Linked DNA regions of Macaca mulatta: region 2 is linked to region 1. A link is a contact called in public Hi-C data. All regions are on one chromosome and are shown on one strand. Each heading gives the region's core, a stretch centred on a gene start, on an enhancer-like site or on the middle of the called end of the contact. The rest is flanking DNA. Distances are from core to core; before and after follow the strand shown. Region 1 holds the start of STK35 (serine/threonine kinase 35). Region 2 holds the start of LOC717626 (tyrosine-protein phosphatase non-receptor type substrate 1-like).

What was found. Hi-C and Micro-C count contacts between places; a contact is called where the count stands out from the background.
Region 2: a Hi-C map of cortical neurons shows a contact between it and region 1, with 3 times the contacts expected there. The contact joins the promoter of LOC717626 here to the promoter of STK35 in region 1. A contact is called at or near these places in 3 of 14 Hi-C or Micro-C datasets (cortical neurons, fetal cortex germinal zone and fetal cortical plate).

Annotation. Positions count from the first base shown.
Region 1 is chr10:81,983,745-81,990,867 of T2T-MMU8v2.0, forward strand. STK35 (serine/threonine kinase 35) reads right to left here and starts at 3,425. Exons shown (of 4, transcript XM_015149399.3): 1 at 2,493-3,425; 2 at 1,303-1,900. The coding sequence starts at 2,783.
Region 2 is chr10:82,278,691-82,285,813 of T2T-MMU8v2.0, forward strand. LOC717626 (tyrosine-protein phosphatase non-receptor type substrate 1-like) reads left to right here and starts at 4,435. Exons shown (of 8, transcript XM_028828281.2): 1 at 4,435-5,472.

The sequences.
Region 1 (7,123 bases), core at 2,175-4,674:
GCAAAAGCTCCAAACAAGGTTTTAGGAAACCACCTTCTCCAAACTCACCCCAAATCCTACCCATTATTAAAAGTTCATCCTCAGGGTATGGAGAACAGCATTACGCCTTTGAAAGGATCCAGGCCTTGAATCAAGACAGATCTGGGCTCCCGTCACTTAAACTCTGAGAAATACAAGGAAACAAGGAGTCCAGTCTAACTTCTCTTTCAAGTGGATTAACCCTGATCAAGTTATTTGTTCACTTCTAAGTCTTAGTTTCTCTATTTATAGAAAGAGGATAGAACCTACTTTTGAAGTTATTACCTAAAAATTACTTCAGCACTAAGACCACAGCTGGGACTCGGATTAGTAAACTTTCTTCCCCTGGATCCTCCTGCCTCAGAAAGTCTCCTCAAACTTTCTACTGCCCCTCTCCTCCTCTCCGAGCAGACACTTAGCTACTGGTGGTATGAAAGGCTTGCAGGTACTGGGTAGTTAGGATGAACACATTCCCTAACTGCAGTTAAAACCCGGAAACTAAGATAATTAGTTCTTCCAGGACTGCAAGACCTCTTGCCTCAATGAACCCCATTTTCCTTTTAAGTAAAACCATTTGCCAGCCAGCCTCTGAGGTTAAAAAGATTAAGAACGTAAAACGGAGGAAAAAGATGTTGGATGCTTTGTTATGTGACAGCTCTCAAGGCCACCTGTGAGGGCTGTCAGCCTGCATGCCTCAGAGGACCAAGCCAGAAAACCGTCAGTTTGCTTGGCTGCCTGGGATGAAGGGCTGGGGGCCTCAGAAAAAAAGGCAGACGAGGAAGCCACAAGAGTTTGGGGGTTGGAGCTGGAGGGTGTCGGGAAACTTGGGAAAGCAAGACTGGGAGAGGGTGTGGGTGGGTCCAGTGAAGTTTTTTCTTTTTGTTTGTTTTGGGAGGGAAACAGAGAGGTCCTAGGGGGTGAGGGGACTCTGCAGCTTTGCTACTAACTGAACCCAACCCCTCCTCCACTCCTCGACGGATCTTAAATAGAAGACGTTTAATAACCATAGCTCACAAATGTTGAGCAGTTATTAAGTTAATGGTTAGCACTTAAACGAGCTCTTGTTATGGAAATACCAGCCAACTTTAGGCTCCGGGGCTGATCCTGGGACCGCAGAAGAGAGAGGGCCGAAAGCCTGGAACCAGGAAAGGAGGGTGTGTCTGGGCACAGAGTGACAGGGACCAGGTCTGAGGCCTAGAAGAGCCGGGAACAGTGTGGGTCAAGCCGTCCGGAGAGCAGGGGGTCCAGGCCCTGCGTGGGTGGAAAGGCCCGCGGTGCTCCTACCTTTCAGTGAGGTCTCCACCAGGCGCAGGTAAAGCTGCGAGCTCTTGTTGCCGTGACTCATGCGCTGGGCTAGCCCGTTGCGCTGCAGGACGCACTCCTCAAACTGCACGACGTTCTGGTGGCGCCGCTTGAGGCTGGTGAGGGCCCAGAATTCAGCCAGCGCCAGCTCCACGTTCTCAGGGGCGTCGCAGCGGATCTTCTTGACCGCCACCCGGGCCCCGCTGCGCCCGGCCACTGCCTCATAAACCACGCCGTAGCTGCCGCGCCCGATCTCCGCCAACAGGCTGTAGCGCGGCCGCGCGGACCCGCCACCGCCCTCCGGCCGTCGCCGCGCCAGGTAGGCCTCGCCCGGGGCCTCGGCCGCCACCGGATCCATGGCCTGGGCCGCCGCCGCCGGCCTCAGCTTCGTGCTGGGCGCCCGCGGCACTGGGCTTCGCCTTTTCCGCTCCGGGCTTTGTGTACCTCTGCGGGCGCCGTCCTTCCCCGTTTCCATGGCTGCGGGCGGCGGGGGGAGCAGCAACGGCGCTGCCCGGGCCCCCCCTGCCTCATCCCTCCGTCCGGCCCTGGGACGCGGAGGAGCGGGACCTTGGATTGTGACCTGCGGGCGAAAGAATCGGTTAAACGACCAGGCCGAGGCGGGGAGGCCAGGAGTGTAGGCCGCGGGGCGTCCCACCTCCTCCTCCCCCGGCCGCCGCGGCCCCTTTAAGACGGAAGCCACCACCGCTGATTGAACGGGGGAGGGGAGGGGAAAGCGGGAAAGACGGAACCACTGGGCAGCGGATCAGAGGGGGAACCGGAAAGAAAAGCAAAAACTCTCCGCTCTCTCTGTTAGCTTGTCATGTAGCGATAGGAAAAAGAAGAGCCAGCAAGCTTCACGCCTTCTGAAAACCGCCTTAGGACGCGATTTGGCCGGCGGAAATCTTTTTCTTTGCCTGGCCCCCTCCGTGACGCCCCTCCCCGCGCCCCGCCTTGTGTTCGCCCGCGTGTAAACAGTCCATTGAATTAAGCCCTAGCGGAGCCCAGCGGACCGACCCAAGTCCCCGAGGGCGGCGGGTAGAAGGGATTGGCTCAAAAGTTCGGCTTCTCGGAGCGTGACCGGCCGAGGACCCGATTTCCCTTGCCAAGCGCGGAGGCAGTGGCAGTAACTCCAGTCTCGGCGCTGGCCTTAAGTCCTCGAACGGCGCCCTTACCTGGCCCGCGCACCTCCACTTCCGGGCGGCCCGTTTCCTCCCTGGAGCCCCTGCCTGGGGATGGTCCGCTCCGGGCCTGGGCTGCCTCCGGGACCGAGCAGCGCGGGAGGTGGCCGGAGCCCGGCGTGCAGCGGATCCTTCTGCTGCTGCGGCGCACGCTGGGGAGGCCCAGGCTCCTAGACTCCCGTGGCTTTCCACGTGTTCGCGCCAGCTGAGCCCTTTACATAACCTCTTTATATAAGCTGCACCTCCCGCCGGCGCCCTGGCCAGCGGAGACTCCTGGTGGCCCATCCCCCGGGAGGCCAGCCGAGTGAGTCCTGCACCGCCCGGTCCTGCCAAGGTCGACGGAGCAGCCGCAGCCGAGCGCACCGGCACGCTTTGCCGAGACCCAATCACCGGCGAGAACACCCAGCCAACAAAAAATAGGCGCCAAATTCCCGTGATCCGCGGCGGGCTCCGGGTCTCCGCAGCGGCCCGCGCATCACCACCCCTTCTCGCCTGACCTGCGTGAAGACCAATCGTCCGCAGTAGGCGTCTAATAAATACTGATTGGGTGATGTCTTGGTCGTTTGATTCATATGTCGGGCCTGGGAACCTCAGGGACTGAGTTGGAATCCCGACCTTCCCTTCTACCAAGACAGTTATCTTGTGCAAATCATTGACCCACCCTGAGCATCCGTTTCTCTGAGGCTCTATTAAGAATGGGCCTTAATTCTCAGGAATGATAGACCCAAATGAAATACCTAGATGGACGCTAATTGGTGTGGGACTGAGTTTTAGTACTCAAAGCTCCATTTAGGCACAGATTTTTGAATATTTTGTTCTGTACTTTGTATTCCGATGTAGGCCTAGTGGGTGCCCAGTGTTTATTAACTGAATCTACGGATAATTATTGAACACCCGTAATGTGCTAGGCACCATTCTAAGTCGCTGAGCAAGTCTAAGTCTAATAGACATTCTAAGTCTAATAGACAATGCAGTTTCTGCCTTGGTTGAGGTTCTGTGCCACTGCAGGAGACAAACCACATGGGTGGCCTTGGGCAAGTTAATCAATCTTCTTGTGTATTTGTTCCTGACCTGTAAGAAGATTCACAGAGGTTATACAGGTAAAGCACTGACAGCCTTGCACACAATGTTAAATATTATTAAATAAATGCACAGGATAATTTTTGCCAGTGATAAGTGCGATGTAGAAAAAGAATGAGCTAAAGAGTGCTCACTGGGGACAGGCCATTTCTGATAATGTATTTGGTCGCTGAAAGCTTCTGTTTTCATGATTAAATTTCAAATTTACACGTAAATTTCAAGAATCGTAAAGATCATATGCTTTTCCACTAGAATAACAAATTGTTATATTTTGCTGCATTTCCATATCCTCTCGTATGTGTGTATATATACACAAATACATGTTGTGTGTGGATATCTATATGGTATATACCCCAAAATAAAGGAAATCAGTATACGGTATATAGATATTCTCACACACACACACACACATATATAAAACGTATATAATTTTTACTACATCGTTTTAGAGTTTCCAACATCAAGCTCCTTTATCCCAAATATTTGTGTGTTTCCTTAAAAAAAGACATTATCTTGCATAATCTCAGTACAGTGGTCAGAAATCAGGAATTTTAACAATTATACAATTGTTTAATACACTCCATCCATATTTAAATTTTGCTAATTGCCCCAGTAATGTCCTTTATAGCTATTCCCCAGGATCCAATTCAGTATCACATGTTGCACTGAATTGTCATGCCTCTTTAGTTTCCTTCAATCTGGAAAGGCAGTTAGTTATCCAGCCTTGCTTTGTCTTTCATGACCTTGACATTTTTGAAGAGTACTGGCGAGGTATATTGTAGAATGTCCCTAAATTTTTATTCATCTGATGTTTTCTTATGATTAGATTCAGAGTATCCATTTTTCTTTCCTCCCCACCGCCACCCACCCATCCCGTGCTATTCTGAGGGGGTGTGCATTTTTTGGCAGGAATGCTACTGAAAAAAGTTGCCTCCTCAGGGCCTTTCATCAGGAGGCACATGACATTGTGTTTGTCCCTGTATTCCCAGTGTTAACTGCCATCCTTTGGTTGAGGTGGTGTAAGGGGAGGTACGCTCCACCATAAAGTTACGATTTTTCCTTTTGTAAGTATTAAGTATTCTGTAGAAAGATATTTTGAGACTATTTAAATATCCTGTTCTTCAGACTCTTACCCACTGGTTTTAGAATTCATGGTGATTCTTGCTTGAAACAATTATTACGGTTGCAAAATGGTGATCAGAAGGTCTTTTTAACCATGACCATTAACCATCCCTACCCTCCCCCATCCTCATTCCCCCTCCACCCTTCCTAGCCTCTGGTAACCGTCATTCTACTCTCTGTCTCCATGAGTTCAATTGTTGTGATTTTTTAGATCCCACAAATAAGAACGTGAGGTGTTTTTCTTTCTGTGCTTGGCTTATTTCACTTAACATAGTGATCTCCAGTTCCATCCATGTTGTTGCAAATGACTGAATCTCATTCTTTTTAATGGCAGAATAGTACTCCATTGTGTGTAAGTTCCACATTTTCTTTATCCATTCATCTGTTGATGGACGCTTAGGTTGCTTCCAGATCTTGGCTACTGTGAACAGAACTGCAACAAACACAGGAAAATCGAAATACTAATTTCCTTTCTTTTGGGTATATACCCAACAGTGGGATGGCTGGATCATATGGTAGCTCTATTTTTAGTTTTTTGGGGAACCTCCAAACTGTTCTCCATAGTGGTTGTACTAATTTACATTCCCACCAATAGTATATGTTCTTCACATCCTTGCCAGCATTTGTTATTGCATATCTTTTGGATATAAGCCATTTTAACTGGGATGAGCTGATACCTCATTATAGTTTTGATTTGCATTTCTCTGATAATTAACAATGTTGAGCACCTTTTCATATTTCTGTTTGCCGTTTGTATGTCTTCTTTTGAGAAATGTCCGTTCAAACGTTTTACCCATTTTTAATTTGATAATTAGATTTTTTTCCTGTAGAGTTGTTTGAGCTTTTGATGTATTCTGGTTATTAATTCCTTGTCAGATAGATAGTTTGCTAATATTTTCTTCCATTCTGTGGGTTGTCTCTTTGTTGATTGCTGAGCAGAAGCTTTTTCAACTTGATGTGCTCCCATCTATCCATTTTTGCTTTGGTTGCATATGCTTAGAGAGTATTACTCAAGAACTCCTTGCCCAGACTGATGTCTTGGAGTTTCCCCAATGTTTTCTTATAGTAGTTTCACAGTTTGAGGTCTTAGATTTAATTCTTTAATCCATTTTGAGCTGATTTTTATATATGGCAAGAGATAGGGTTCCAGTGTCATTCTTCTGCGTATGGAGATCCAGTTTTCACAGCACCATTTATTGAAGAGGTTGCCTTTTCCTCAGTGTATGTTCTTGGTACCTTTGTTGAAAAAGAGTTCACTGTAGGTATGTGGATTTGTTTCTGGGTTCTCTATTCTGTTCCAATGGTTTATGTTCCTGCTTTTATTCTGGTGCCATACTGTTTTGGTTACTGTAGTTCTGTAGTATAATTTGACGATTTAAAGTCAGGTAATGTGACTCCTCCAGTTTTGTTCTTTTTGCTTAGGGTAGTTTTGGCTATTCTGGGTCTTTGATGGTTCCATTTAAATTTTAGGATAGTTTTTTTCTATTTCTGTGAAGAATGTCATTGGTATTTTGATAGGGATTGCATTGAATCTTTAGATTGCTTTGGGTAGTATGGACATTTTAACCAATATTGATTCTTCCTATCCATGAACATGAAATATCTTTCCATTTTTTGTGTGTCCTCTTCAATTTCTTTCATCAGTGTTTTATAGTTTTCATTATAGAGATCTTTCATTTCTTTAATTCCTAGGTATTTAATTTATTTATGGCTATCGTAAATGGGATTACTTTTTAAATTTCTTTTTCAGATTGTTCACTGTTGGCATATAGAAATGCTACTGATTTTTGTTGCTGATTTTGTATCCTGCAGCTGTACTGAATTTGTTTATCAGTTCTAACAGTTTTTTGGTGGTCTTTAGGTTTTTCCAAATATAAGATATAATATGCAAACAAGGATAATTTGACTTTTTCCTTTCCTATTTGGATGCCCTTTATTTCCTTCTCTTGCCTGATTGCTCTAGCTAGTACTTCTAGTACTGTGTTGAATAACAGTGGTGAAAGTGGACATCATTGTTGTATTCCAGATCTTAAAGGAAAGGCTTTCAGTTTTTCCCCATTCAGTATGGTACTAGCTGTGGGTTTGTCATATATGGCTTTTATTATGTTGGGGTATTTTCCTTCTATTCCCTTTTTTTTTTTTTAGGGTTTTTATCATGAAACGATGTTGACTTTTATCAAATGCTTTTTCATCATCAATTGAAATGATTGTATGGTTTTTGCCCTTCATTCTGACAGCCTTATTTTATCTTAATTACCTCTTTAAAGACCTTATCTTCAAATATAGTCACATTCTAAGGTGCGGGAATTATAATTTCAACATGAATTTGGAGTGAGGAGGGACACAATTCAGTCCATAATAGCCTCTTTGGCATTTGGCATTTGAATTGAAACCTGAATGTCAAGAATCCAGCTCTGAAACCT
Region 2 (7,123 bases), core at 3,185-5,684, 300 kb after region 1:
ATAGCTGTGAAAGTGGAGGCAGAAGTGATGTGACTTATCCATAGGTCCTTCAGCTAGTACAAGATGAAGCTGGGACACTCAAACACAGGTTTGTCTGGTTTCAGAACCGGTGGTCTCACTGTGCCCTCCCCCCTACCCCAGCAGGGCATCTATATGTAAACGCTCACCCTGGGCCACTTCCTCTGCAAGACTGTGGGCAGGAGGCCCCCCAGAAGGTGTAGGGCACTCCCTGATATCCCACAACCCCACCCCCTACGCCAGATCTTTCTGCCTTCCAAGGAGATAATGCCTAGTCTTCTAAATACCACTCTGCTCCAGTGGGACTGTGCCCCTCACCTGCTCTGGCCTACAAAGGCCATTCCTGTTCCTTGTCCCGTGTGGTCCTCAACATTTCAATTACTTAGCAAAGCAGGGATTATTTCTTCCCATGTGACAGATGCAGAAACTGAAATTCACCAAAAGGATGGAACTGTCTCTTCCCCAGTCCTTACAAGGAGCATTTGGAGAAAGGCAAAACTGAACTTGAGAGGAACAGGGAGTCACTGCATGTCCTCGAAGAGGGGTGAGAAGAAGGCACGAAAGACTGGGGTCAGAACAGAGCAGCTTGGAACTGGAGCGGAAAGGTGCCTCATTTACCTGGACCTATGCCCTGCTTAGCAATGTAGCCAGTTCTGCAAAGCCTCCTCCAGACTTGGGGTCCAGTCAGGGTGTAAAGGAAATAGAATGATATGAATTCCTGGTGCCAGTTTAATTTCATGAAATATGCCAGCATAGCCTTGGGGCTTGATGCAGGCTTCCCTGCTGAAGGATCACAGCGGGAAGGGAGCATCTGCAGGCTCTTGGCTCACACTTGTCGCCTGTAACCTTCACATACCAGGCACAAGTCTTGCCCATGCGCTGGCACTGTCATCAGTAAACAGTCCCTGAGCTTCATATGTATGGGTTTCGCAGCACAGCTCTGGAATCTGACAGTCGAGAGTTTGAATCTCAGCCTTGCACCTACGCACTGTGTGGCCCGGAGCAAGTCGTTTAACCTGTCTGGGTTTCTGCTTCCTCATCTGTGATCCTCCCTCAGTGGGATACTGTGGAGATCAAGTGAGATATGTTCGTTTAGTGCTTGACACAGTGCCTGGTGTGTGGCCATTATTGTTCCACACAACACAAAACAATTCGGACACTTGCTGTTGGCATAGGAATGATTAAAAGATATACGGTATAGGAACATAACAAATAATAAAAAAGGAAAGATTATTTTGATGACAGAGTGGAGGATGTGTTAGGAAGGAGAAGACTAGTATTGAAACATCTCTGCTAGGAATAGTGTTTGGCTGTTGGTAGCAAAGAAAAAAAAAAAAAACCACCTAACCATGGAACAGATTTTAGTTGTCCTCAATACCTATGCTCCCCTTCTTCCTTAGTCAACAAAATCCCTAATTTTCATCGGAGTACATGGCATGCCTCCTGAAATAAAGATTACAGTTTCCAGTTTCCCTTCCATATCCTAGGTATGCCCATGTAAGTTCTGGCCAGTGGAAAATGTTGTGTGTGACTTCTAGAAAATGTCTTAAAAGGGAGGGTAAACACCTTCCTCCACCCGTCCTCCACACTGTCTGGAATTTGAGACATGATGACTACATCTCAAGTAGCTCGGACCATGTGATGAGTTAAAGATGGCTGTGGATTCTTTGATCCTCCTCCCTTTGAGAGGAGGAGTCAGTTTCCCCTGTACTTAAATCTGGGCTGACCTGTGACTTCTTTGACCAATAGAGTATGGTGGAAATAATGCCACACCCATTCCAGGCCTAACCTCTAGGAGGACTGGCAGTTTCTGCTATGGCCTCTGGGAGCCATGAGCTGCCATGAAAAAGGTCAAACTACCCTGCTGGAGACAGCCACCTGGAGAAGCCCTGGGATTCCATGGAGAGGCAGAGGGACCCAGCTGAGCTCAGTGTTCCAGCCATCCCCACGAAAGCATCAGGCATCTAAGTGAAACCATCTTGATTCTCCAGCGTAGCCCAATCAGCACCTGAGTATCACTGAATGACTCTAGTCAGTGCTCCATGGATCACTGAAGGATCACCCAGCTGAGCCCTGCCCAAATTTCTGACTCACAAAACTATAGACAATACAATGGTGGTTGTTTGGGGGCCGTTTGTTATGCTGCAGCAATAAATAGCCAGAACAGACCAAGAGGTAGAAGTTGTTTGCTGAAAATGTTGCAAAAATTACACCAGCCCTTTCCTAGCTACCTCCAGATTTCTTGCTACATTAAAAAAAAAAAAAAAATTCCCTATTTAAGCCTTGTTAACACCTCGGGCTATTGCTCAGTCCTCAGTTTTCCATTTGTTAAATGGAGTGTTAGCTCCTGTCTTATTACTTCCCAAAGGTGCCTGAGAGGTAGAGTAAGAATGAAGAAGAGAAGGCCTTTTTCATGTAATATAAACAGTGCTCATGTCCCCGAAGATCAGTGAGTGACATAATCAAACAGTTATAATATATTTAATGTGGTCATAATGGGTGTGAACTTATCATGAACCAATTGCAATGGATTTTGGAATCAGACACGTTAGGGCTTGAGGCTCTCAGCTCTGCAAGACAAATTTCTAACTTGACAAATAGGGTCAGTCATTAAATCTCTAAGCCTTAGTTTCCTCATCAATAAAATACAGACGACGTGATTTCCCTCCATTGAGTCTGTGTGAGCATTAAATTAAATGAGATTAATCCATCTATTTGATAAATATTGAATATCTCCTAGGGTCTAGGCCAAACACACTCCTGATATTGGTGGAGGCTGGTGGCCACTCACCCTTAAATCTAAATATTTAAAAGTTATAAATCAAACCAATACCTTCTCTTAAATGTTCTATCCTTCTCCTCAATAAGTATAACTTCTCAGCAGCCTGAAAGGCCAGGATCGATTTGGAAACAGACTTCTTAGATACTTGCACTGACATGTGGTGGTGCTGGGGAGAGCCAGCCCCATCCCCTGGTTGCTCATTTCCCAGCCTATAACCTGCCACCTTCCCTTCTCATCCCCAGCTCCATCCTGTACCGTGCACACCTCACCTGCATGTGTGTAGACATACCAGGCTGCAGGTCCAAGCTCCATCCACACCCCATACTCAGCAGTGCCCCTTGGCTACACCCTGGGTTTAGTGTTCTGCCTCCAGACAATAGACCAGGAAGAGGCCTGGCAGCAGGTTTGGGACTTTTAGGTATCCTAGGAATCTGTAGTACTCTAGACAAGGAGCAAAGACTTGGATGGGTATATCCCCTTGGCACTGCAGACTCTCTAGCCTATGGGGACGTACGCAGCTGGAGGCTGGCCAGGGCACAGCTCTGCTTGCCTGGGTCCAAGGATGGGCTGGTCAGCCTGTGCTAGGTGCTGCAGGTACATGAGTAGATGAAGCAGATACCACCCTTGCTTCTCCTACTCAAAGGTGAAGACACATCCCTGAAGTCGGGGCCTCAGTCTCAGCCCTATCTGTAAGATGAGGGCTTACCTGATCTGACATCAGGTAATGTTGGAGACTTGGTGAATGTCCTCAGGAATCTCCTAGAAGCCAGGAGGCCAGATGAGGAGGGGCATGCTTAAGGCCTGAGTAATCAACTTCCTCCTTGAACTCAAGGCTGGTAGGGCAGGAAGGGTATCCACCCTCTAGTCGAACTCCATCCACCCAATTCCTTCAGTGGCCATAACAACAAAACTTCCCATCACACCTAGAATGAAAGTCCAGCTCCTTGCTGAGACCTGCAAAGCCTGCTACCCTCAGCTCCTGACCATCTCCTCTCCTTCTTATTGCTGCTCACTGAGTTCCATCCTTATGTTCATGAAACCCCACAGGTACTCTTCCACCTCAAGGCCTTTGCCCTTGCTGTTTTCTCTGCTGGACATGCCCAGCTCTTTGCAAGGCTAGTTCCTCTTATTGTGCAGGCCTCAGCTTAGACACTCCCTTGCATAGAGATGGCCATTGACATCCTTCTAGGAGCAGATCCTATCTAGCCCCAACTCTCTCTTGAGCGTGTCACCACTTTACTTCCTTCCTAGTACAGCCAAAAGTGGTGTAACGGAGTGTGCAAAAGCTTCCACTTGGGGCTGGACTGGCTGGGTCGAACCCCTGCTGGGCCCAATATTCTCAAGTGCCCAGCCTACCTACTGCACACTTGAGGCTATTGTTCAACCTAGTTCCCCACATACTGTTCAACCTGTTTCTCCACATATTGTTCAACTTCCTGTTTCCCTTGAATAGATTATTCAACCTGCATTTTCTTATCTGTGCAAGGGAGTGAGGACTACATGACCTAATGTGCATATAGCATAGAGCAGAGCCTGGCACAAGCGTTGCAGTGGTGTTTGCTATGATATCAACACTTGTTGCTATTTGAAATTATTTTGTCTGTATGTTTCTTGTTTACTTCCCTCTTCTCTCTGACAGGCAAACTCCCCACAACAGCCTCCTCAACGCTGCCTCCCACAGTGCTTGGACAAAATAATTACAGCAAGGAGCGGGCACTCCTTATATAGGACATCCCAATGCAGGTGGAGAAACTGAGGGAGAGTTGGAGGTTCCTTGCCCTCGGTGATGCGGTGTGAAGGCCTCCAGGCACCAGCCCCGCCGCGTGAGCCGCCGCGTGCACCGCTTCTCGCGGACCCCAACCGAGCCGCACTTCTCGCGCCGCTACTGCGGGTTTCCGCGGCGCCGGTGTTTTTGTTCCTGGCGCGGCGCGTTTTAGTCGTTCAGGCCGAATCAAGCGAAGGCGGAAAAGCGGCGCGCAGCCCGCGTCAGCTGCAGTTTCGTCCTCCTGGTTCCCGGTGCGCTAACAAAGGCATTTGCATGAAAACAGGAACCCCGTTTGCAGAAAGGACCCGTTGGCGGGGTGCATCGTGCGCTCCAGTGCCCTACCGCTGCGCCCCCTTCCCCAGGTGGGGAAGAAGCGAAGTGTGGAGACTGGCCCAAGACACGGCTCGGCCGGCGGGGACTGGGACGCTGCGGCCCGAGCGACCCCCTTCTCTGCCCCCTTCCCAGGCCGGCGGAAACGGCCGTCTCGGGCGTGGGCGCGCTTCTGCAGACTCATCCGGACCTTTTACCCAGGCGTGCGGCTAGTGCGCCCGGGGCCTCGGGGAGCCGGCGCCTGCGTGCGGATTGCAGCGGAGCGGAAGAAGCGGCGGCAGTGGCTCCTTCAGCACTGGGGCGCAGCCTCCGGGCTCGCCCTGCGCCACTCTGGGCCTCGGTCTCTTCGCATGTTCGACAGGGACGCAAGAATGTCACAACGCCTATCTGCAGGGGGAGGCGGGCTTCCCAGAGGCGTGCCGGCGCGTGGCTCGCAGAGAGGCTCCCTGAATATCCGCTCCGTTGGCCCTTTCCAAAGCTTTTCCTTAGCCGCTTCTCCTTTGGCCCTTTCCAGAGCTTTTCCTTAGCCGCTTCTCCTTTGAAACCCTCGTTTTCCCCAGCAGCCCTTGGAGGCAGGGTAAGTTAAGTCGTAAAAGCAGAGGATTAGGAAGCGGGGAACCCTGGATTTAAATCCTGCCCGCCACTGACTAGCTGTGTAACCACGGGCAAGTTACTCCGCCTCTGGAGGCCTCAGCTTCCTCATCTGTAAAATGGGGCATAACACAGTCCAGAAAGTGCTTAGTTCCGCAGTGTCACAAATCAAGTGTTTAATTCATCCTTAAAATTATCACTTCCAGCTGTGGGACAGGCGCAGGGTAGAAAGGGGTTTTCTTAAGGTCACAGGCGGGGTCAAAGGCAAACCCTCCGGGTCTTCACAAGTAAGACTTGTGAAGCAGCAAGTCTTCAGCAGCCTGAAGGGCAAGTTCCCCAAATGGTTTTATCCAGCCGGGTAGATGTGAGCGGTAAGGAGCGCCGGCGCATCTCCCCCTCTCTTGGCGAAGACGCACAAGCAATGGCTGGCGAATCTACTGCCTGGAATGGGGTTCTTGGGTAGAGACCATTTTTTGTTCTTTTTTTTTCCCCCCCCCCAAAAAAAAAGAAAAGAAAAGAAGAAAGAAAGAAAGCAAACAAAGATGCAAACAAAAACGGAAAGCCAGAGCCTTTCATGTAGGAGCCAGCCTGCTATTCAGGGCCGACCACCGTCTCTCCGCAATTCCTCCCCAGGAAGGAAGCCTCGCGCTGCCCTCCAGTGGCAGGCGAGGTAGTGTCGCCTGGGCGAAGCTCACAAACAAGGTTTACCAGAGAAATCAGCTTCACTCTGCGCGGGTGGGGACTGTCGGGGAGAGAGCAGAGAAAATCGGAATGGTTCCCTGACTGCTGTTTTTTCGTCCCGGTGGATCTTGGGAGTCTTGGAAAGAGAATAATAAGGCTCTCTGAATTTGAAAGGCATAGGAGTTTTTACATTCTGGTTTTGTTTATTTTTGAATAGATAACACATTTACACGATTCAAAAGATAAAAAAGAAGATAGCCTGAAAAGGAAGTCTCGCTTCTGCTCTTGTTCCCCAGGCACCCAGTTCCCCTTCCTAGAGACAGCCATTGTTACAGGTTTCTGTGTACCCTCCCGGAGATAGTCTATGCAAATACAATTATTTTACAGGATCAATAGTAGCTTGCCCTATATACTCTTCTGCCTCTTGCTGCTTCGCTTAAAAATGCATCATGGAGTTTGTTCCATGTTGATTCGCATGGGGCTGCCTCATTCTTTTGAACAGCTGCATAATATTCCATTGTTTGGCTCTCCTGTAATTATTTGATCAGTGTTCTATTGCTGAGCCTTGAGGCTGCTCCTAATCTTCTCTAATCACAGTGTGTTACGACAAATAACCACCTACATGCATTGTTATGCCTAGGTGCCAGTGAGGCACATAGCTATTGCGGTATAACAAACCACTCCAAAATTCAGTGGCTTTAAACAGAAAGCTTTTCGTATTGCTCATGTGGGTCAGCTGGGTAGCACTGCTGATCTGGGCCAAGCTCAGCTAACTTTGCATTTGCTCCTTGTGTCTTGGATCAGAGAGGGTGAGTCTGCTGGGGCTGGTGTATTTGGAATGGCCTAAATCACATGTCTGGCCTAAATCACAGTAGTCGACTAGCTATCAGCTAGGGTTAGAGAGGTGTTCAGGCTATGTGTCCCTCAACGTCTGGCTACATGCAGTGCCTCCTGAG